Regions from separate parts of the Mus musculus genome. Here regions 1, 3, 4 and 5 are each linked to region 2. A link is a contact called in public Hi-C and HiChIP or PLAC-seq data. All regions are on one chromosome and are shown on one strand. The core of a region is the stretch at or near the end of the contact, and the rest is flanking DNA. Distances in the headings are between cores, read along the strand shown. Region 1 overlaps Focad (focadhesin). Region 2 holds the start of Focad (focadhesin). Region 3 overlaps Focad (focadhesin). Region 4 overlaps Mllt3 (myeloid/lymphoid or mixed-lineage leukemia; translocated to, 3). Region 5 overlaps Focad (focadhesin).

What was found. A called contact is a pair of places that touch in the nucleus more often than the background predicts. HiChIP or PLAC-seq counts read pairs in DNA pulled down with a chosen protein or histone mark.
Region 1: a contact with region 2 is called in a Hi-C map of cerebellar granule neurons, with 1.7 times the contacts expected there. The contact joins the enhancer-like site here to the promoter of Focad in region 2. A contact is called at or near these places in 4 of 39 promoter capture datasets (cranial neural crest, hematopoietic stem and progenitor cells, hippocampal neurons and 1 more), 2 of 15 datasets of contacts at CTCF or cohesin (CD8 T cells and the NIH/3T3 cell line), 6 of 484 Hi-C or Micro-C datasets (the C2C12 cell line, the C3H10T1/2 cell line, cerebellar granule neurons and 3 more), 6 of 115 datasets of contacts at active chromatin or transcription factors (the 230-238 cell line, CD8 T cells, the SCID.adh cell line and 3 more) and 2 of 9 other capture datasets (adipose tissue and liver).
Region 3: a Hi-C map of muscle stem cells shows a contact between it and region 2, with 2.0 times the contacts expected there. The contact joins the enhancer-like site here to the promoter of Focad in region 2. A contact is called at or near these places in 4 of 39 promoter capture datasets (the HPC-7 cell line, cranial neural crest, hematopoietic stem and progenitor cells and 1 more), 3 of 484 Hi-C or Micro-C datasets (adipose-derived mesenchymal stem cells, forebrain and muscle stem cells), 5 of 115 datasets of contacts at active chromatin or transcription factors (the 230-238 cell line, bone marrow-derived macrophages, embryonic forebrain and 2 more) and 1 of 9 other capture datasets (pancreatic islet).
Region 4: an H3K4me3 HiChIP or PLAC-seq map of the SCID.adh cell line shows a contact between it and region 2, with 12 read pairs. The contact joins the enhancer-like site here to the promoter of Focad in region 2. A contact is called at or near these places in 1 of 15 datasets of contacts at CTCF or cohesin (CD8 T cells), 1 of 484 Hi-C or Micro-C datasets (uterus) and 2 of 115 datasets of contacts at active chromatin or transcription factors (the SCID.adh cell line and memory CD8 T cells).
Region 5: a contact with region 2 is called in an H3K4me3 HiChIP or PLAC-seq map of bone marrow-derived macrophages, with 3 times the contacts expected there. The contact joins the enhancer-like site here to the promoter of Focad in region 2. A contact is called at or near these places in 3 of 39 promoter capture datasets (the 3T3-L1 cell line, 3T3-L1-derived adipocytes and the C10 cell line), 2 of 15 datasets of contacts at CTCF or cohesin (CD8 T cells and the NIH/3T3 cell line), 12 of 484 Hi-C or Micro-C datasets (CD4 T cells, CD8 T cells, double positive thymocytes and 4 more), 6 of 115 datasets of contacts at active chromatin or transcription factors (CD8 T cells, the SCID.adh cell line, bone marrow-derived macrophages and 3 more) and 2 of 9 other capture datasets (adipose tissue and bone marrow-derived macrophages).

What each region holds. Positions count from the first base shown.
Region 1 is chr4:88,193,894-88,198,107 of GRCm38.p6, reverse strand. It overlaps Focad (focadhesin), which reads right to left. Exons shown (of 44, transcript NM_001081184.1): 11 at 1,092-1,349. Among named protein-coding and RNA genes, the nearest start is that of Mir491, 74 kb to the right of the region's middle. Within about 2 kb of position 1,812, at least 27 of the 459 cell types and tissues checked have an H3K27ac peak or open chromatin away from gene starts, as enhancers often do. A contact at or near this core is called in cerebellar granule neurons and forebrain, where this site is marked.
Region 2 is chr4:88,092,112-88,096,238 of GRCm38.p6, reverse strand. It overlaps Focad (focadhesin), which reads right to left and starts at 1,609. Exons shown (of 44, transcript NM_001081184.1): 1 at 1,564-1,609.
Region 3 is chr4:88,211,638-88,215,835 of GRCm38.p6, reverse strand. All of the region lies in intron 11 of Focad (focadhesin), which reads right to left. Among named protein-coding and RNA genes, the nearest start is that of Mir491, 92 kb to the right of the region's middle. Within about 2 kb of position 1,760, at least 45 of the 459 cell types and tissues checked have an H3K27ac peak or open chromatin away from gene starts, as enhancers often do. A contact at or near this core is called in adipose-derived mesenchymal stem cells, bone marrow-derived macrophages and muscle stem cells, where this site is marked.
Region 4 is chr4:88,013,207-88,017,148 of GRCm38.p6, reverse strand. All of the region lies in intron 2 of Mllt3 (myeloid/lymphoid or mixed-lineage leukemia; translocated to, 3), which reads left to right. Among named protein-coding and RNA genes, the nearest start is that of Mllt3, 18 kb to the left of the region's middle. Within about 2 kb of position 1,753, at least 40 of the 459 cell types and tissues checked have an H3K27ac peak or open chromatin away from gene starts, as enhancers often do. A contact at or near this core is called in CD8 T cells, the SCID.adh cell line and memory CD8 T cells, where this site is marked.
Region 5 is chr4:88,165,277-88,169,510 of GRCm38.p6, reverse strand. The region is part of intron 5 of Focad (focadhesin); the gene reads right to left. Among named protein-coding and RNA genes, the nearest start is that of Mir491, 45 kb to the right of the region's middle. Within about 2 kb of position 2,325, at least 62 of the 459 cell types and tissues checked have an H3K27ac peak or open chromatin away from gene starts, as enhancers often do. A contact at or near this core is called in CD8 T cells, the SCID.adh cell line, bone marrow-derived macrophages and 3 more, where this site is marked.

The DNA of each region.
Region 1 (4,214 bases), core at 563-3,062, 100 kb before region 2:
TACCCTAAAACCAAAGGAACTCAATGAGTAAATAAAAAAATAACAGACAGGTGTGTGAGTGGTGTGTGTGTGTGTGTGTGTGTGTGTGTGTGTGTGCGCGTGTGCGAGTATACATTATGTAGGAAGCGTATACAGATCAAGGCAGACCATAGTATTATTTCAAGGGATTCTTCTTTGCATGATCTCCAGATGCTGCCTGAGCTTCAACTACTCTAAGAGTGTCCTACATGGTCTAAGCAATGATCCAAACACTGGCTAAGAGTGACGGTCTGTAAAACGTATCAGAGAACTGGACTAGAAGAGAAGTATTACTTGATGAATACAATGGACATGGTAAGCTGAGAGAATGAGAAACTCCCAGCACGGAACCTCCCACCATCAACATTTCTCACCAACAACACCGACAAAAGTTTCTAACTAGGAACACATGAGTTTGTATTGAGAGGTGAAATTTTTCTTCACAATGTATGAAAGAAAAAAACCTAAACACAGACACATTAAATGGAATATAAAATAATGCCATGTCTGCCGGGTTAGGAGAGCCTTCCTTCATGGAAAACATTCTAGAGACTAACCAGTAAGACTGTGTTAAACTTATTTCTATTTTTAGAGGAAGGAGGGAAGTCTTATTTATGTCTGACTGCTTATTACACTCAAGCTCCATGCAGACAGGAAGACAACTGTTTATCCTCACGGCCTTGTCTGCAGATCAGGACCACACAGGGAAGGACACAATGTTTTTGTTTATTAAATGACTGAGGATCAAACTGTAAGGAATCTGTCATGAATTGATTAAGCAGGGTCACATTAGATCAATATTAGAACTAAAAAGAAATGTACCGTGGAACCCGTTGCGAAGTGGAACAAAAATATACTGAATTCAGGGTTCCTCGAAAATTATAGTTTTAATTAAAGGAAAACATTTGCATTGTTACGGGAACATCAACTCAGAGTAAGAAGAAAGAAACCACACTGGGTAGAGAGACATTTTTAAAGCCATAATTTAAAACTTCATAAATAAACTAAAAATTATCCATAATAATAAATACTGAGTGTTTCTCCCATTACTTTTCCATATTCTCTGTCTTTACCTGAGAGGAATCTGCTTGAGCTAACTGTGTGGTGACCCTCAGTATCTGCTGAAGATTCTGCCCTACATCTTCAACAAGCAGGTAAGCCAGCAGTAAGAAAACGTGTGGGGGGATCACTGTAGTGGCAGAGAGCAAGGACTCCACTGTAGCCAGCCAGTCACTAGTGGCAGACTCTTCTCCAATGACGTCAAGAATCCTCCAGGCTGTGAAGATGGAGCCATACATGCTGCTTACAGGAAAAGCAAGCCTGCAGGAGATCTGAGAAACAGACACAAGAAGGCATTTCAAAAAGGAGATGAGTGTGTGTCAGAAAAAAATTCCTATTCCTGACATTCACCCATTTTATAATGCATTATCAAAATCACCCCCCGCCAACAACAAAAAAATTGATACTTTGAGGTCCTGCCAAATGGCTCTCCACCCAAATGTGAGGCAATAGGATCCGACAAAGAGGAAAACAGTTGTTCCATAGAACCTAGGAACACTATCGCACAAATTTTTCTCTATTTACTATTTACCTCCTATTAAGACAGAGGGGAATTAGATCAATATACAAGATCCAGAGGCAACAGAGTTTAGGAAAAAATCTATTCCCACTTTAAAAAGCTTCAAAGTGATCAACAATGAGAAGAAAAATAGACACCGGATTTAATTTGCCCAGCTCCAGGCCCTTGTAAGTGGCAGCTCGAAGCAGATGGCAGACTTGGACACAGGACAATTCACATTTGTAACAGACAGTGTGTGGATGGGAACAGAGTTGCTTCAGCTTGAGCCTGGTAATTCATTAGTAATTGTGAATAACTTCAGCAACAAAATGTAGCTAGCCCAGCTCTAAGTCAAACAAGACCAAGAGATGGTGCTGCATTTCAGCTAATCAGGGAAAAGGTTCCTCGCTTAAGTGTGGCAGTGTAGTCAGGTTCAGGGAGTGCACAAAACTGTGCAGTGACACTTGAGGGGAAAGAACTCAGGAAGCCACAGGCATTGCAGAAGCATTTGACACTGTCTGCCAATAGAGTCATTCACACTTCACAGAAGAGGATGGCAGAAATTAAACTCTCTTACCTTCCTATTATCACACGATGGTTTAAGTATAAAAATAATCATTGAAAGGGTGAGAAAGACAAATGTTATAATACCTGCTTTTTTTTTAAGTTTACAATTTTGTAGATGTCAGTAATTCATAAAATTCTGAAACCATCACCAGGGTCTACTTTTATGATATTTTCATTATTCCAAGGGGAAAAACCCCAATTGCCTACTTCTATTCCCTGTGCCTGGAAACTACCCACTGGTATTGTATTTCTACTCTATTTTATATGATAATTTTGGATATTTTATGACAGGTTTTATACAATAGACACCACTCATTTTGTGGCTTCCTATCACTTAGCATGTTTTCAAGGATTGTTCATGTCATAGCTTGTGTCTGTACATGTTATTGCTAATAGCACTGCATCGTACATTATATATGATGCTCCTCTTGTCAATCCATTCATGATAAATGAGTAACTGAGCCATGTCCATCCTGGGAGGCAATTATAAACAACGCTATCAGCATTTCTACCAACATTTGTAAGACAATTTAAATAAACACACAATTCTTTTGAACATATGATAAAGAGTGGCTGTCAGATTTAAACATTTAATAGTACTCTAAAAACAAATGTGGAAGTTCTAGCCATACAAATAACTAATATGAACAGATTCACCAAGTGAAAATATAAGAGATATAAATAGTTTACATAGAATGCTATTTGTTTTTCCAAACGAGACTGAGGAGAAAAGGATATGTTATATTGCATTATAGGGTAGTATGTTGTATTGTATTGTTGTAGAATACAATACAACTGGTAACCATTAAGCAAAACATCCTCTTTACAAGAGTAAGGACAGCACTACTAGGACTCACATGAATAAAAAGGATGCTCAGCATATTCTACTTTATACTTTCTAAACCATGTGAATGTGCTACTATTTTAAAAATCTTACAAAATTTAGGCTTAAATAATAATCCAAATTTATATTCCTTTATCTTATTAAAAAAAACTGTTGACAAGAAGATAAAATTCATTAATGACTATGGCCACAATCTTTATACTAATGAAAACCAACACTGGACTTGAGACATAAAATCTTGGTCTTCAGAAAACCCAAGTCAGCCATGAAACATCATTGCAACCACTCTAAACATCACTTTACTCATTTATCCAATTTAAATAAAGACTAACTTCTTTCCAAGATAGGAAGAAGATATGAAACAATCTAATATCTAATAAGCCAGCGAGATGCCTAAAGTTGCAAATATAGGAAAGCATTATCCCTGTCTTGGGGAAAGAAAATCCAGTGGTTAAGAGTAGAAAAGATTAATAACTGGAAATGAACATGAGCCATGAACAGCGTCCAAAGCAAGAACATGCTCGGGCATAAGTAAGCAAGGAAGGGAAGGTAACCCCGTGCTACTTGAGGCATTACCTCCTTCTTGCTCTGGTTTGCTGGCTTGCTGACAGGTAGAACAGCAGTAGGGAAGCAAAATGCTAAATAATATATCACAGTAAGATCCCCGTGCCCTGTTGAATGACAGCTGCTACTGGCATACTGTCAAGAGATGGGTGTCATCAAGGATTTCCCTACCCGGAGAGGAAAAACAGATGACAGGGTGAGTATGTTCTGCCTTTCAGATAAAGAAGTAGAAAGTAAAAGGGACTGGTAATATGTGTATTATAGCACAACAGAAAATAATAAAGAACACTGAAATAAATCTAGAACTTAAATGAGGATGGCATATGTAATACCACCATTGGCACAGTGGGGCAGCAGGTTCAAGACCAGACTTTTCTCAAAACAAAACAAAGCAAAACAAAACAAAGTAAAGGGCTGGGCAAAGTGGTGTGCACTTCTAATCCCAATAGAGGCAAACAGTTCAAGGACAGCTTGGTTTTCATGGAGATGTACAGACTAGCCACACTAGTGAGTTCCACCTCAAAAACACATAATACAAAGGAAAAAATACAAGAATTCAAAAGATTAATAAATAAAACATACATCTGGGGGGCTTGAGAGATAGCCCCACAGATGGCCCTGGCTGATCTTCCAAAGGATCCAAGTCTTGAAACTGTCCATAAC
Region 2 (4,127 bases), core at 360-2,859:
CTCAATTAGAGCCATCAAGCAATTAAAACCCACCAAATAGTAACATGATACAATTTTAAATTATTTCAATTAAAAAAGAAACAAAAAAAAAAAACTAAGCAAGATATGGAAAACAAAGAAATGTGAACTGTTAATAAGATTAATTTGGTAAGTAAATAATTCAGTTGTTTTGGCTATCACTTATCACCAAAGCAAGTCAAAAGCTTTGAAAACTGCATTCTTGTCCAGTTATCTCTATGGAGTATTTTTATATATAACAAAAAACTTCATGATTATTACACTTCAAAATTTAGATGAGTCATGGTACTTTCTTTGCAGAAACTGGATGTCAATCAAAATTGTAACCATGCACTCACTCGCTTGCTAGTCAAGTGTTTGTGAACAGAAACACTTGTCACTGGAGCATAAAATACACAATCATAAATGACATCATGTGTTTTTTACTTAGTTGGTTCCCAACTGCTAACACCGTTCAGTAAATCTTGAACATTTGTAAATTTTGTAAAATTTGAACATTCCAAAATTACAGAATACTTGTAATCACATCCCTTTACTTTTCCATAGGAAGCACTAGGATCACCCCTCAGGGCCAATGGGCTTTAGGGTTTATTAGAAGGAGAGGGAAAAGCAAAAAACAAAATTAAATAAATAAATAAATAAATAAACCAAAGCAACAAAAAAAAAAAAAAAAAAAAAAAAAAAACCCTTGGAATAAGGTCCAAGAGAGCTTCATCTTTTGCATCTAAATCTAGATCCTAAAAATGAACCACAAAAAAAAAAAAAATCCATCTCAAATCTTGTCAACTCAGACACTAGCACTGGCATATTAAATGCAAGCAAAGGCAGGTACTATCTATCCACCAAGGAACTCATTTTAAAAGTTTGCAATGAATGAGTCAATGACGGTATGATTTCACTGGATCCAAAACTACAAACAAGGGGTCAAGGCACCATGGCTGAAACAAACTGGGATTAAGTCCTACACAACCGCAGGCGCCTGCAACCGCTGAAGCCCCACAGAAAAACTCTTCAGAGCCAGAGACCTGAGTCAGAAAACAGGCTCTGCTCACCCAAGAGCCTTTGCATTAAAGTGGACAAAAACTGCGTCTGAGTCCCGGGGAACTCAGACAGTCACCCCAGGCCAGACAAGAGGACACCAGGATCTCTGGCGCTGCCCCGAACCAGCGACCGGGTTAAGGAGGGGTGACAACCGCAACCTGAGGCAGGTAAGCTAGACAGATCGTGCCAGCCTCTCCGGCTGCCAAGCCCCTCCACTGCCAGCGGGTCCTGGAGCCTTACACCAGGGAACCGCTTGAGGCCAGATCCTCCGGGAGCCGGACGCTTCGCTGGACCAGCAATAGGGGCAGCAGGTCAAATGCCCTGCCCGCCTCACGCGACGCCACGGCCTTGCCGCCACATGCTCCGCCGCGGGCCTGCACCCCAGCCCAAGTGGTCCAGCTTCGGTCGCCCTCGCCCCCGTGACCGCGGCTGCAGCCGGACCCGATGCGGCAACTGCCCACCCGGCTGCCGCCGGTGGACGGTCAGCCACGCCGCATGGCTTACCTCACTTCTGCCACAGGCACAGCCTGCTCCCGTGCCTGACGTGTCCCACGCACCGCCTCCACCGCTCGGAGGCGGGTCCTGTCGGAGACAGCCAATACGAAACCTACTTCAAGAACCAGTCCCGCCTCCTCTGCTGGGATGCCCGCCCCCTCGCGCGCATGCGTGACAAGGCCTTGGCGGCTCACTGCAGTTAGATGTTGAAGTGAAGCTGGGTCCCAGCCCTAGCCACAGCCAGACTTCGCAGGGGTGCAGGCTGATCTTCAGGCTCTGGGATGTGAAAGCAAAGGATCCTGTCTGGAGATGCCACTGCACAGAGCCAGGGAGTCCTGTTGGCAGCTTTAGGAGATGCAGGACAGCTTCTTGATATTTGGAGATTTTGTAAATCCTCGTGACTGGAGTGGGGAGGAGGGGCAGGGGGAGCGGGGTTGGAGTACTCATGATAGCTAGGGTTCAGAGCCAGCTTGCTTCCTGGAGCTGCTGCTCAGTGACTTCATTTCTTCCTGCTGTGCCCTTGCTTCTACTTGTATAGTTGTCAAGGCCCAGGAATTTCTGCTACGGGGGAATTTGATCTAAAGAGAGCTGGCTCAAAGAACTTTACCACGACTATTATTGTTATATAACATTTATTATAGCCAAGCATTTTCTTTAGCGAAATAGGAAGGAATGGTCCCACAGGGGAAGTCTGTGACACCTGGCACAACGCAGCAGAAACGAAAACAACTGCGTTTATAAATAAATAAATAAGTTAAAAGGAATAGAAATCTATTACCTGACTGTTTCTGAAACCCCATGCACTTTTAGAAGCATTAGGACGCTTTAAAAGAAGCCTGGGTACATCTCTAGAGATTCTAATTCTGTGGTAGGAATTTAGCAAGCAGTTTTGTAAGTTAAATTTGCAAGGTCATTATAATATGCTAACAGGAAATTCTTGGTTTCCTATACTTCACCTCAGAACAATAATTACATTCCACACACCATCTCTAGATCTTCCAATAACTTATAATGCATTCATTCTGTAAGAATTTATCTAAATTAATTTTGAACATGTTCCTGTATTCAATCGCTTATATCCTTGGGGACATGGGAGTTCTGTGAGATTTATAATTACCTTTTTGGTTTTATTAGTTTGATGATATTCCCATAAGTTTTCCAACTACACAAGTACAAATTTTAGGAACATTTTAAATTTGTTTCCTTTGTCTATTCCTGTATTTGGTTTTTTGAGACAGGCTCTCATTTTGTAGCAAGCAGTTTTGTAAGTTAAATTTGCAAGGTCATTATAATATGCTTTTTGTAGACAAGACTGGCCTCAAAATCAGAGATCTGCCTGCCTCTGCCCCCCAAGTGCTGGGACTAAAGGCATGGGCCACACCCCTGGCTTATTCCTGTGTTTCTTGAGGCTCACTTGTTCCTAATCGAGCATGTAGTTATGTCTGGTATACTGTTTTAAGTATATCAACTTATTTAATTCACAGACCAAGTTGAATAGTAAAGTTATTACATTTTTTTCAAATAAGGAAACTAAGCACAAAATATGAAACACTTTGACCAAGGCTATTTACCTAGCTGATACATTTGAAACCAGCCATCCTGTTCTCAATAAAGTGTCTGTCTCCAAAACTGATAGTTTAGGATCTTGTGGGGAAATACTTACTCTGAAAGATCTTAGCCCATTTTTGACTCCAATGAGAAAATATCTTACTGAGTGAATATATTACAGATAATAAAAAATGTATCCCTCATTCGATAGGCTAGAAAGTCCCAAGCCAGGAATGAGCAGATTTGTCATCTGGTGTGGGGCTTGCTCTACAGACAATACCTTCTCAGTGCCCTCCTATAGCAGATGGGGTAAAGACTCCCAACACTGTTTTTGTTTCTTTGTATTTTCTCCCTGATGATTCTGAAAGGTCAAACTGTGGGCTTCATGCATTCTAAGTATGTGCTCTATACTCACTAGGACCCTCTCCCCTGCAAACCTTCCTACCCCATATCCTGCTCTTCCTCTTTCCTTGTCACAGTGTCTCACTCCATTGCCCAGGCTCACATCCAAAGTACTATATACTTGAAGTTGACTTTCACTCACCATTCTCTTGCCTCAGCCTCCCAGGTGATGGGGTCACATTGTACCTGTATCAAACTATTCTGATAACGATACTAACCACATCCTTGAGGTTTAGTCATTATGACCTAATCACCTCCAGGGGCATCGTGCCCTCCTCCCTAGCATGCTGGGGATAACCCAAGGCTTTGCATGTGCTAGGCAATTGCTCTACCACTAAGCTATAACCCCAGCTATTAATGCTATTGCATTGGAAATTAGCTTTCAACATAGGCATTGCAAGATGAGCTGGGCAGTGGTGGTGCATGCCTTTAATCCCAGAAGCAGGTGGATCTCTGTGAGTTCAAGGCCACCCGGGTCTACAGAAGGAGTTCTAGGACAACCAGGGCCTCACAGAAAAACCCTTTCTCAAAAACAAAGCAAAACGGGAATCGCAAGATCAAAGGTGTAATCCAGAAGTGTGTGAAGCCAATTTAGCCTGGAGATCAACTCAGCAGCCAGCACA
Region 3 (4,198 bases), core at 511-3,010, 120 kb before region 2:
AGCCAAGGGAAGCAATCCAGTAGGCAGAATCGCTCTATGGCCTGTGCATCAGCTCCTGCCTCCAGGTTCCTGCCCTGTGTAAGTCCAGTCCTGACTTCTTTTGGTGATGAACAGCAATGTGAGAGTATAAGCTGAATAAGCCCCTTCCTCCCCAACTTGCTTCTTGGTCATGATGTTTTGTGCAGGAATAGAAACTCTGACTAAGACAGGTTCCTTCTTATAACCTAGGAGTTCAACCCACAACATTTACAGACATGGAAAATAGAGTTTAGGGAGTCCAGTTTTGATCTTTTTAGGAAGAAATTGCTCTAATTACTGTTTGTTATTCTAACTTTAGCCCTATGTTAACTTTGGTCTACTCTAGGACCTAGCTTCTTGATCACAACAGCTGAAAATGATGTGTATCATAGACAGGAGCTGTGTTCTTTTTCTTGTATCTGCTATGAACCATAATATATCAAGTCCTCATAATTAGGAGATGAAATGTACTCAAGATGAATTTAAAAAGGAAAAAGTCTTAGAAAATGTAGATCTGCCACACACAGACACACACAGACACACACACACAGACACACACACACACACACACACACACACACACACAAAACAAAGAAAAACCCCCAAAACAAAAACCACTTACCAGAATTCCAACCTGTTCTCTGTTACTTTCTGAACACCATACTTTGGCAATTATTATCCTGCTAGTGATGGTGCTACAGGCCTATAATCCCAGCACCGTTCAATATGAGGAACACTATACACCAGGAAGAGCTTGATGTTCACTCCACCTTGGTCGTCACTTTACTTAGATCAGCAATCACCTAAGAGTCACAGGTGCGAGCAAATCTGTTCAGCACCTCCTGGCATGATGAACTCAGAAGACCCTCCCCCAGCAAGGGTGACACTTTCCAGGGGCAGCCAACATGGCTGCTTCCCTTGCTTCCTGGTGGTGAACACATATAACCCATTGCTCCCACTCCTTCCATTTTTTGTTATATCAGAACCAGGTTTCTTTGACTTTCCAACTTGAACAGAAAATGCTAGCTATGCAGTAAGGCCCCAGGCCTTCAGAGTCAGCCGAGACAGCTGAAGTACCCTGTTTTGTGAACTGCGCAGATATAGGATTCTCTGCCTCTCCGGTGATTAAGCAACATCCTGGCTTATGCGCCTACTGTGAAAGCTAACCTAAATTATTTCTTTTATATAATAAATATTCATTATATTTTTTTCATTCCCTTCAGAAAACCCTGACAACTACAGTTTCCAAGTTCCAGGATACCCTGGACTACATAAGAGAATCCTCCCTCAAAAGAAAAGAAAATACTTTTTTTTCAAAACACACACAGACATTGGTTCTTGATTATTAAGTTTCTAGTCTCCTACAAACTAAGTGCCTACTCCTAGACAGGGGAAATCAATATTAGAAGAGTATTTCTAAACACATATTCTACATTTATGTTGAAGAAGAGCACACGCTGGGGATTTTCAGTGGCTCTATATTGTTTGACCCAGTGGTCATCATGATATGTAACTTGTTGCCTGACACTTTCTTCCAAATGGAAACCTTCCTCTGAGGAGGAGGAGATGGCTCATAAGACACTGAGAGTAAACACATGTCACTTGTCTGGGAGAGTCACAGGGTGAATCTAAGTTGCCCAGTAATCACATGACTGTGTCAGCTGCCTACAGGCTGTATGACATCTCTGAGGTTGCAGCTTTTATGAGGCATTGCCAATGTTAGAATGGGCTGTTCAGAGATGCAGCTGCCTTTGAGTCATCCCAGATTTCCAAGTAAGCCCTCGCGTGCACTTCTGTAACTAAGCCCAGTAGAAGTTCACTGACTCACCACTTTGGATTTGGGTGCACTTCGGCCTGTCATGGGTTCCCTTTCTGGGGTAAGATATATGTGTTACATCTCTCCAAGAAAAGTCTGACACACAACATGAGTAAACACTAGCTAGAAACATAGTCAACTTAATTGAGATGTCTTGTAAGAGTAAAATATAAAAGAGATCTGGAAGGGTTTATGGATATGAATCCACAAAATATTTCAGCAATTTGGGCTTGTTTGTTTGTTTGTTTGTTTGTTTGTTTGTTTTTTCGAGACAGGGTTTCTCTGTGTAGCCCTGGCTGTCCTGGAACTCACTTTGTAGACCAGGAAGGCCTCAAACCTCGAACTTAGAAATCCACCTGCCTCTGCCTCCCAAGTGCTGGGATTAAAGGCGCGTGCCAAGACCGCCCAGCAAGCAATTTATTTTTTACTAAATTTTGAATATTTCAGATATACTAGGTTATATAAAACATACTATTAAATACTATTTTATCCTTTTCCCACCTTCTAAAATATGCAATCATAAAGATTTTGATGTGAGATGTATGTATGGGTGTAAATCAGAAATCAGTGTTGGAGATATACCTTGATCACTCTTCATCTTATTCTTCAGACAGGGTTTCTGACTGAACCTGGGGACCACCAAGTTGTCCAGACTAACTGTCCAGCAAGCCCAGAAATCGTCCTTGCATCTGTCCCCATTAGCACACTGGTAACAGGTGCTCATTGCCACATTTGGAGTTTTCTGTGTGCTAGGGATATAAGTTCCTGTCCTCGGGGCTTTGTGACAAGCACTTTTACATACTCCACAGTCCCACTGTTGAAAAACACCATTCTTCATCTCCTTGCTTAATCTAAAAGTACATTAAAACAGGCACACAAAGTTGAACAAAGCTCGGTGTAGGTAAAGGAGCCTTCTGCCAAGCCTGATGAGCTGAATTCAATTCCTGGGATCCTCATGATAGACGGACCAGCTTTCACAAGCTGTCTGACCTTCCTACTCATGTTTCACATACATACGTACATACAAACACACATACACAAGTATGTGAGTAAATAAATTGATGAAAAAAAAGCAGACACACGAACGTACATAACAGTGAATATCTCCCTTTTGAAGGACTTGGGGAATAAAGGATGATGCTCGCTCTAGACAGACAAGGAAAAATCTCTGTTAACTAGAGCCAGGCACTGCACCTATAACACAGAACAAATAGCTGTACAATGTATAAAAAGAACAATAACAATATCACTTTTGCTGACCATGAGTTATGTCACTTAATTCACATGCTAAATTTAATGAGGCAAGTTCTTTTATAATTCTCATTTTAGAGAACATTATACCATTGTTATACTACTGTAGAATCTCTACTACATTTTTGGATATTATAAGAATTAAGAAACTAACTTTACAGTTTATATAAAGGCATGGACATCATCTTTACATGCAACCAAATCAAAAGCCAAAGCCTTCATATCCTATAAAAATACCAAAACTGACTAAGATAGCCACTCCAATAACACAAAGTTCTTGTTGAATGGCAAATCAACTAGAATTCATCACAAAAAACAAACAAACAAAAAAAAAGCAAAAACAAAACAAAACAAAACAAACAAACAAAAAGAGCACTTAGCACTTGCATGGCCCATCACAGTGATTCCTGTGTCTATCCTCACACCACTCTCAAGAGGTCATCAAAGGTTGCTACAGATTCCAGAAACTTATATTCAGTACTTAATCCAGGATTTATCATCAGACTCTCACTCTTAACGTGTGGCCTGCTTTGTTTTCTTTAATTCTTGGGGGGCGGGGGGGGGGGGGGGAGAGAGACAGGGAGAATGGCTAAATAAGCCACCATAAAAATATTTGCTAGTTTCTAGATTGTTAGAGTCTTCAGAGACAATGGCATTGAGCTGAATAATGTGTGACAATAGTATGATTTCAAAAATATCTAAGCCAAGAGGAGCATTCTAGCACTTTAAAAAGGGGAAAGGAAAATGAAATATTACAACTTAATTCTTCAGATACAACAATATAAGTAGCAGACCAAAGCAAAGTCATTTTTATTGAGCTCCTTTGTGAAAATATATTTATATAGGGCTCAAACCTTACCCACCTTGAAAAATAAAGCAATATTCAGTACCCAATAAATGGTCAATTTAATTTTTAATGAGTAGATGACATGGCAAGAAAGGTTCAGTACTTATAAATGCTAAATGTCTGGGAATGTCTTCATTGGCTTTTTTTTTTTTGAGCATTTTCAAAGAGCAGACACAAGGATTCATTAGCTCTTAGCACATATGAACCTGCTCCAGAGGCAGCCAAGAGAGTTGCTTAGCAACAGTGCATTTTGCATCTCTCATCAT
Region 4 (3,942 bases), core at 504-3,003, 79 kb after region 2:
GTATTTGAAAGACTTGAGTGACCAGTCCTGTGTACTAGCTTCTTGCTTGGGGCAGTAATGTACTGTTTTCAATGGGTGGTCTTGAGTCTCCATGGGAGATTTTACAGGCAGTGGGCTCTGAGATCCTCTGAGTGTATTATATTGAACATGGCCAGTTAAATTCCCAAGCTATAGAGAATACAGAGATAGCTTTACACTGCTGAGTTCCTGCCGGTAATTAGGAGAAAAACCAATTTGTTTAATTGTGTTTGAAGAATTTATGGCTTAAGTCTACAAAAGGGGAGCATATTAACCTAGTATTTGGGATTTGCTTTTTTTTTTTTTTTTTAAACAAGCCGTAATATGTGAATTGAGGACTGTCCCTTAATACGTATATTTTAATTCATAGTTTTTAAGCAATTCATAGTCCTATAGAAAACTCATTGGGGGTCACATTTCTTGTACATGTGGTAGCATTGTACAGTGGTGGGGTCTTCACAGCAGACACTGTATCTGATTTGTCTCAGTAAGCACTTATCTTTGGTGTGTAGCAGGAATGCACAGCAGTCTAAAAGGTAGCTAGTGCTCTGCCACAAACCTTTGATGAAGTAAGCATTACTAGAATTATTATAAATTAATACTGGATTAAAGTTGGCTTTTAGAAAAGAGGACCCTCCATAGGCACAAAAACGTGAACGAAGTTATGTACTTAACCTAATTTATAGCCTAAATATAAATATGGAAGTGGGAATGTTAAGTCACGCCTATTTCCATGTAACTTTGTTTTAAGTTTTTTGACTCCTTTTTCCTGGATGAGCCTGTGATTGCGAGCCATAGAACATAGCTTTGTTAGGTCACTGATTGCTTTTCTTCCCTTCTTCACATACTTCAAAGACTTGATTTATGGCGAGTGTTGGATTTCTGTTTAAATAAATGTCTATTCTTTCTGATTAGGTGAAATACTTGTTTTTCGCAGACTAGATAGAAAAGATTTGAGGGATCAGGTATCTCAGATGTCCTGGCAAGACTGGGTGGGTAATAAGATGGGTATTGTATTTATTTTAAATGGTGTAAGTACTTATATAGATGGAAAATTCTAGGCCTCAAGGAACGGAGTTTGTTTCTCCATCAGAATCCTGGCACAGTGTATTAGATCATATAGAAATGGTACAAAGTCTACATGTTTCTAAACTGATACAATCAGAGATTTGTGGTCAAACCTTTTACAGCAGCAGCGGCTAAACGTTTCCCTTTTTCCCTTTTAGCTCAGTTCTGCCTGTGAGTAGTTAAAACTCTTCCTGGAAGTTTTTATAAGTGGTTTTAAAGAAGCGATAGCTATCTGAAGTTTATCTCTTGTAGCCGGCATTTAGAAGTTATTAATGTTGTCTACACACACAGAAAGACACGGGTCTCACCGATGCACAGGAGGGTAGACATTAAAGTTAGTAAAAATTAGCTTGTCAGAAAACTTAGTGACTGGGGGATAAGGTTGTTTTCACTATCTATCCCCTTCTTTGGCTGAAGCTAAAATTGCTGATCTAGTTCCCAGGCCAGTGTTACCTTGGAAGGCTTCCTTGGGCTGTAAAAGCACAGTTAGGCAGCTGCTGTAGGCTTCGCATGGCTTCACCAAAGAAGAGATTAACACCTATCAGTTTCCGATGCTGTCATTTCTACTCGGCAGATAAACTTGCTGTGTGGGATATAACCTCTGGGCTTACGGTATGAGCTTCTGCCTCACTGGTGTTCAGTACAGCAGAGAATGTGTAATTTTAGCACTTGGAGTATGACACATCGCTGCCTTTTCTGCTTCCATTCGGGCAGATCTAGGAACAGCAGCTCATACTTTCCAGAGTCTGACTTTTGCTTCTGGATGCGGATACCAAAAGGGATTGTGGAAGTTGACTTATTCTTCTTGGTACGCAGGCTTTTTGGTGTGAAGTTTAGAAGGAGAGGAAATACCAAGTCATTGACTTTAAACTCATTTTTGGGTTAAGTGTGTAACTAGAACACTGCCAAGTACCACTAACATCAATGCCATAATGTTCAAAGTCCCAGAAGCACCACGCTTGTCTGAATCATATTTTTGCATTATTGTTGTAGGTTTGAGGGGCAGGGACATCTTCACTGCTAAGGCAGAGAAGGGCAAGAGTTGGAAGCCACAGCTGTGTGATTAAACCCGTGTGTTTGCCCCGAGGCTCCAGCCAGTCCATCTGAATTCATAGCCTTAAATTTGGGATTCCTTCTCTATTTGAAAATAATACTTCTTAAACATTTTAAGACTGCCTTTGCCACTAGCATGAAAACTATCAAGACAGATTATGAGAGTTAAGATTTTAATGGAATCAAAACCGAAGATGCAGAGCGGTGTTTTAAAGAGAAAGTTTACAGCCATTTAACATAAAATTTTACTGAGCTTCTCATTAATCTAAGATAACTAGTCTATAAGTACCTTATCAGTGCAAACTGCTCCACATATAAAATGAGAGCAGCAAAGCCTTCCTGCAAATTAAGGGGACAATGTGGACTGGCAGACTTTCCAGCCATCTCCAGCTGGGAGATTATTACAGTTTTTGCAAACCCTTTTCTCTCAAAACTAAATCAAGAATGGTAGGGTTCTGATAAAAAGAAGTGTGGAAAAGCCTAACTAATCTGTAGATGAGTTACTTCAAACATGCCAAAAGAGAATAAAATCAGTTACATAGCTCGGATGAAAGGTTACTTTTTATGCATCTTTGTCCACACATTGAGAATTTTGTTGTATGTTAATGCATTTAGCCTTGGTTAAAAAGCTCCAGAGGGGGAAAACATAATTAAATTTGAGAGACTACACAATCACGTTGTTATAAAGAAATTTCATACCAGTTCTAGATGCCAGGGTAAGAGATAAAAGCTGCTCTCGAGATCAGTGCTGTAAACAGGTGGCTCTTGTGAGTGGGAAGATTTTGGGTTTCAATGTGAAGTGCTGTGTGGAATTCTAAGTGCTGACTTGTCCGGATTTTGTAAAGTAACGCAGTACATGTCTTTGGCTGTGCGTGCATGTGTGGGTCCTTGGTCTGATTACTGAAGACGGCCAACTCAGCTCTGCAGTAATGTTTTAAATGAAGTCTTGAGAATTGGCAAGGCAGAGTTAGAACGTGGGTAATAGATACCCTTTTTTATGCTTGTGTCTAAAGAGCTTCTCTGTACAGGAAGGCTGTACCAACTCTATTTTCCATTCACAGCCGTCTTTGGCAGCTACTTAATTTGAAATCCTGGCATATCATAATGGAGCAGCCAAAAGTTTGTGGCTAAGGAAAAGCCCATTGGCTTGGTGTCATTGGTGGAAAGATTTTTTTTTTCTTTTTAAAAGAAGCATTTTAACAATCTTTTTGGTGTCAATATATAGAATTAAATATGTATAGGTTGAAGGTGTATATATTTGCAGGTGTTGGGTTTAGTGATGTCCTTACATTTATTCTGTGTATGTGGGCATGCATGTACCACATGGTATGAATGTGGAGGTCAGAGGACAACTGGTGGAGTCTGATCTCTCATTCTGCCATGTGGATTCCAGAATCAAACGTACTTTATCGTATCAGGCTGTAAGCGCCTCCAAAATTGGAACTGTCTGCCAGCCCAACAGAACTTTTATTTTAAGGATCCGGGCAATGGGGGAGTTCATACTCACCTTATATTTGCCACCCATCCAAGATGCCAGCAGCCTCGTCACTGTATGCCTTAGGTGTTTATGTCATCCTACACTGTGGTAATGTTTTATAAGCCCCCAGAGAATGCCGTCCGTTAGTTTACACGCAAAGCATTCAGTTGCTCAAAAACTTCCTCTATTGATATTCTGACCAGATTTGACCTTATCCAAAACATGCAGCTTTAATGAATTTTGCTACATCCCATAAATATTGTGCTGTGGGATTATTTATGTGCTTAAGACCCTCTAAGTTCCCTTGGGATACGTTATTTTAGTAA
Region 5 (4,234 bases), core at 1,076-3,575, 73 kb before region 2:
TGCTCTTGGTTACTTTTACCTTGTTTATTTTTATTTCATGTATGTCTGTGCATCACGAGCATCCAGTGTCTAGAAGCCAGAAAATGGCACTGAATCCCCTGGCTCTGGAATTATAGATGGTTAGCCTCAATGTGAGTGCTAGGAACTGAGTCACCAATCCTCTGTAAGAGCGACCAGTGCTCCTAGCACTGAGGCATCTCCCTGGTTCATCCTCATTTTTTTCTAGAGTCTCAGTACATGCACAGTTCTGTGTCTTCCAGCATATTTAGTATAAAGGAAAAGACAATATTCCTCCCATCTCAAATAAGAAAGCTTCCAAGCTGAAAATGCTTTCAAACCACTGTTGTACAGGGATTTGTAGTACTTGGCCTATTTCCATTAAGATATCTAAAAAGGCTTTATTAAACAGAGAATCTGAAATCTGGAGGATTCTCAGAGAATGGAGCTTTAGGAAGAATAAAAAAGCATAACAGATTCTTTTCAAGAGTTCAAAATCCTAATTATAGTTGTAAATGTACCAAGGGGTTTTGCTTTTTGTTTTTTGTTTTTATTTTATATTTATTTATGCATTTGGGGGAGAAAGGCACCATGGACTGAATGTGAAAATCACAGGACAGCTCTTGGGAGTTAGGTCCCCTTCCACCACGTGGGTTCAAGGGATTGAATTCAAGTCATCAGGCTTGGTAGCAAGTGGATACAGATGAATATTTCTTAGGACTTATCTGTGCAATGCCAGGGATCAGGCCAAGGGTCTCCCATGCTGGGCAAACGAGCTCTTTACCACTGAGTCACACCTGCAGGATGCAAGCAACTTCCTAGGAACAACCCTCCTGATTCCTTTTAAATGTTTGTTTGTTTGCTTATCTGTCTGTTTATTGTACCACACAGCATGTGTGGAAGCCACGAGAGAACTTTTGAGAGTCGGCTCTTGCCTTACTCTCTTGCTCGGACTGCAGAGTGTCCTGCTGGCTGCAGAGTATCCTGCCGGCTCTGCAGTGAAGTACCTTCCAGGCAAGTCTGTCTCCAATTCCCATCTCCACATAGCAGTGTGAATTCCGATACACTCTCCCACATCTGACTTTTCACGTGGGTTCTAGGAATGAACTCAGGCCATCGGGCTTGCAAGAGCTTTTACCCACTCAGCCGTCATCTCAGCAGCCTTGTAAAGGTCTAACCCAGCCTGAACTCAGAATCATAATCCTCCTGCCTCTGCATATACTCTACCAGCATGGACCATGGCTCTTCTTGGTTCTTAAAGCATGGTGGGTTTTCCAGCATATCAGCATCATTACCTAGAAAGTGTGAAACACAGATCCCCGTAGCCCATGCAGATCTACTAAAGCCCTGGCATGAAATATAGGTCAGAGTGTAGCTCTCACCCAATGCCGAAGCCTCAGTTACCTTGGGGTTGCTAGGAATAGTGTTCATGCATAAGCAACTTTTCAAAACTCTCTAGGTGATTCTAATATGTTCCACACTCTGAAAGCTGCTACAAAGGGAAAAAATGAAAATAAAAACCTCTGAAGAAGGAAGTCAAGGGTAGGAATATTTCTGTTTATACTCTTTTACAAAGAACAAATTTTAGTAGATCTTATCTCATAGGCCAGCAGCTTGCTCATTAACACACAGGCTATTTCTGACTGCCAGATTAAGGTCATTGCTAAGAGGTAGTTCCACCCAACCTTTTACACCAAGCCTCAAAACTCACATCAAAATCATGTATATCAATCCCAAACTCTTTGGCAAGTAAAGCTATCCAGAATCACCTTCCATCCTGGGTGTCAGAGATACGAAGTCCAAATACTCCCAAGTCCTAAATGCCACTCAGCACATCACAGCAGGATAAGGTCTTGAACACTAACAGCAGTTACTGCCCCTATGTGCTCTTCTGATAAGCATGCTGGTGTAAGGAGTTTTGTACAGGACCAGTCACTAACCCTCCAGCTAAGGGTGGCGTTCATGACTACTTAAGAAGATAATCTGAAAAATTTACAACCAAGCTTTTATGTAATCACTAAGCTCTGAAATGATTTCCAATTCCTCTCTTAGAAGTCGGCTCTTGCAGAGATGGCTAAGTGGTTCAGAGCACCGGCTGCTCTTCAAGTGGGCCTGGGTTCAATTCCCAGCAACCCATGGCAGCTCACAACGTCCGCAACTCCAGTTCCAGGCCATCTGGCACCCACTCATGCCAAACATACAGGCAAAATACCATTGCGCATAAAATAAACTCTAAAAAAAGAAAAAGAAAGAGAAACCAGCTCCTTGCCCAACCTGGCCTCTCCTCTTCCTGTTTCCCCCAAAACCCCACTGCCTCTTATTAACCCTCTCATCTTCATTCCTCTTCCTGTCTCTCCTACCCCAACAAGATAACAATGACAGATCTCCCCTTGACAACACATTCAAATTAAACCAGGTCAACAGAAATAAAACACAGTCATCTTAAAGTAGTAGAAATTACACACATATGCAACCAGCTCTCATCTGACACAGCTTTGTTACACTCAGAATAGAAGGAACCATTCACTTTGTTGCAGGAAATGAAAGGGTCTATTTCACCAGCTACTGGATTCAGTCAATTCCAGTTAGCATCTCAAAGTTAATCCCTAAAGATTAGATTGAGTAGAATATACGAGAATAAAGGTCCAAATTAATTACTGATTTAGACCTCTAGATAATTAATTTCTCCAGGAAATTGAATGCATTCTAAGTGACAATACTGTAAAAAGTAACGTATGATACTGATTACAAGAGGCTGATAACCTTGAAAGAAGTGGCATAAAAAATGCAAACATTGACTCTTATTGATTAGGTTTGGATTACGAATATTATACTTTTTCAAACAACACAAATAACCTAAAATCAATTATAGTTGCCAAAGTTTTGTTTTTAAGCATAATAAACCAAAAAGCTAAATTTTCCCTTGTGAATCATCAAATTGATATGTGAATACACGTAAAAAATAATACACAAAGGCTTACACTCACATAATAGAATGGATATATCTTAATTAAACAAACTGCACCACTTCCATGCATGAGACTGACTGCCTCTTAGCACTACTGGCGTGTTATATAGACAGTCTTCACAGCAGGGGCAAAGCTTGATCAACAGCAACCTAGCCTCCTCCACCAGGAGCTCTTAAACTTCCTCCAAGTACTGACAATCAAACGTGTCCTCTGACTCTGCCTAATGTCCTCGTTGGGGTGAAACTGCCTCTGGTTCAGAATCACTACCTGAAGTCCACAGCAAGTGCAAAGCGAAGCACAAAGCCGACCGGGCTTTAACTTAAACAGCACTGAAAGTCATCAATCATGACCAAAAACTTACATTTCTTATGGAAATACGCTTAACAAAAATTAGCATTGGATGCACAAGAAAACTGAAAAGGCTTAAAGTGGGGGAAAAACGTAAAATTATTCCTTTACAAAATAAGTCTTATTCTAAAATAAACATCATTAGAGAATACAGATGCTAATTTGAGTATGACAGAAAATGAAGTTATTATCCTATCAAAAATATTATAATTAGAGCATGAAAAATGTCATAAGGCTGAGTATAGTTCACTCTTGATATATTCAAGATTTGATTATTAAATTTATGGATTATTCAAATTTTTTCTTTCTTCCTCTCACTTGTTGTTTGTTAGCCATTCAACTTCTTTCTTTAACATGTATTCAAATGAGAAAGTTCCAGGCATTTGAAAGGATACACAATTTAAACTCCAAAAATTTAATTGGGAAGTACCAGAGTGGGGGAGGGAGAGAGAAGGAGAGAGACAGAGAAGGGGAGAGGGAGGGAGGGAGGGAGGGAGGGAGAAGGGAGGGAGGGGGAGGGAGGGAGACAGCAGGCTGGCAAACGAGAAGCACACTTGTGTACTTCCTGATTATGGCTGCCTTCAGATCCCTTCCTGCTCCATGAGATCTCTACCATGATGAGCTGGAACTGGAACTCTAGACCAAAATACACCCGCTTTCCTTCAATAAATCCACTCATTAATTCAATCATTCTCAAATCTGCTACTCAAGCTACAATAGTTAAATTACCCCATCTTTGTTTAAAATGTATGGCTGACCCTCCAGCCAACCAGGTCATTTGTAACTAATGGTGGTAGCCACAAAGTAGGACATCTTGAAAATACAGCCAAGTGTGGATGCCACCATCCCTGTCATCACTGTAGTAGATTTTATACAAGCCATGCAGCATGCTTGGACTCTTTTTTTTTAATAGTCATGTC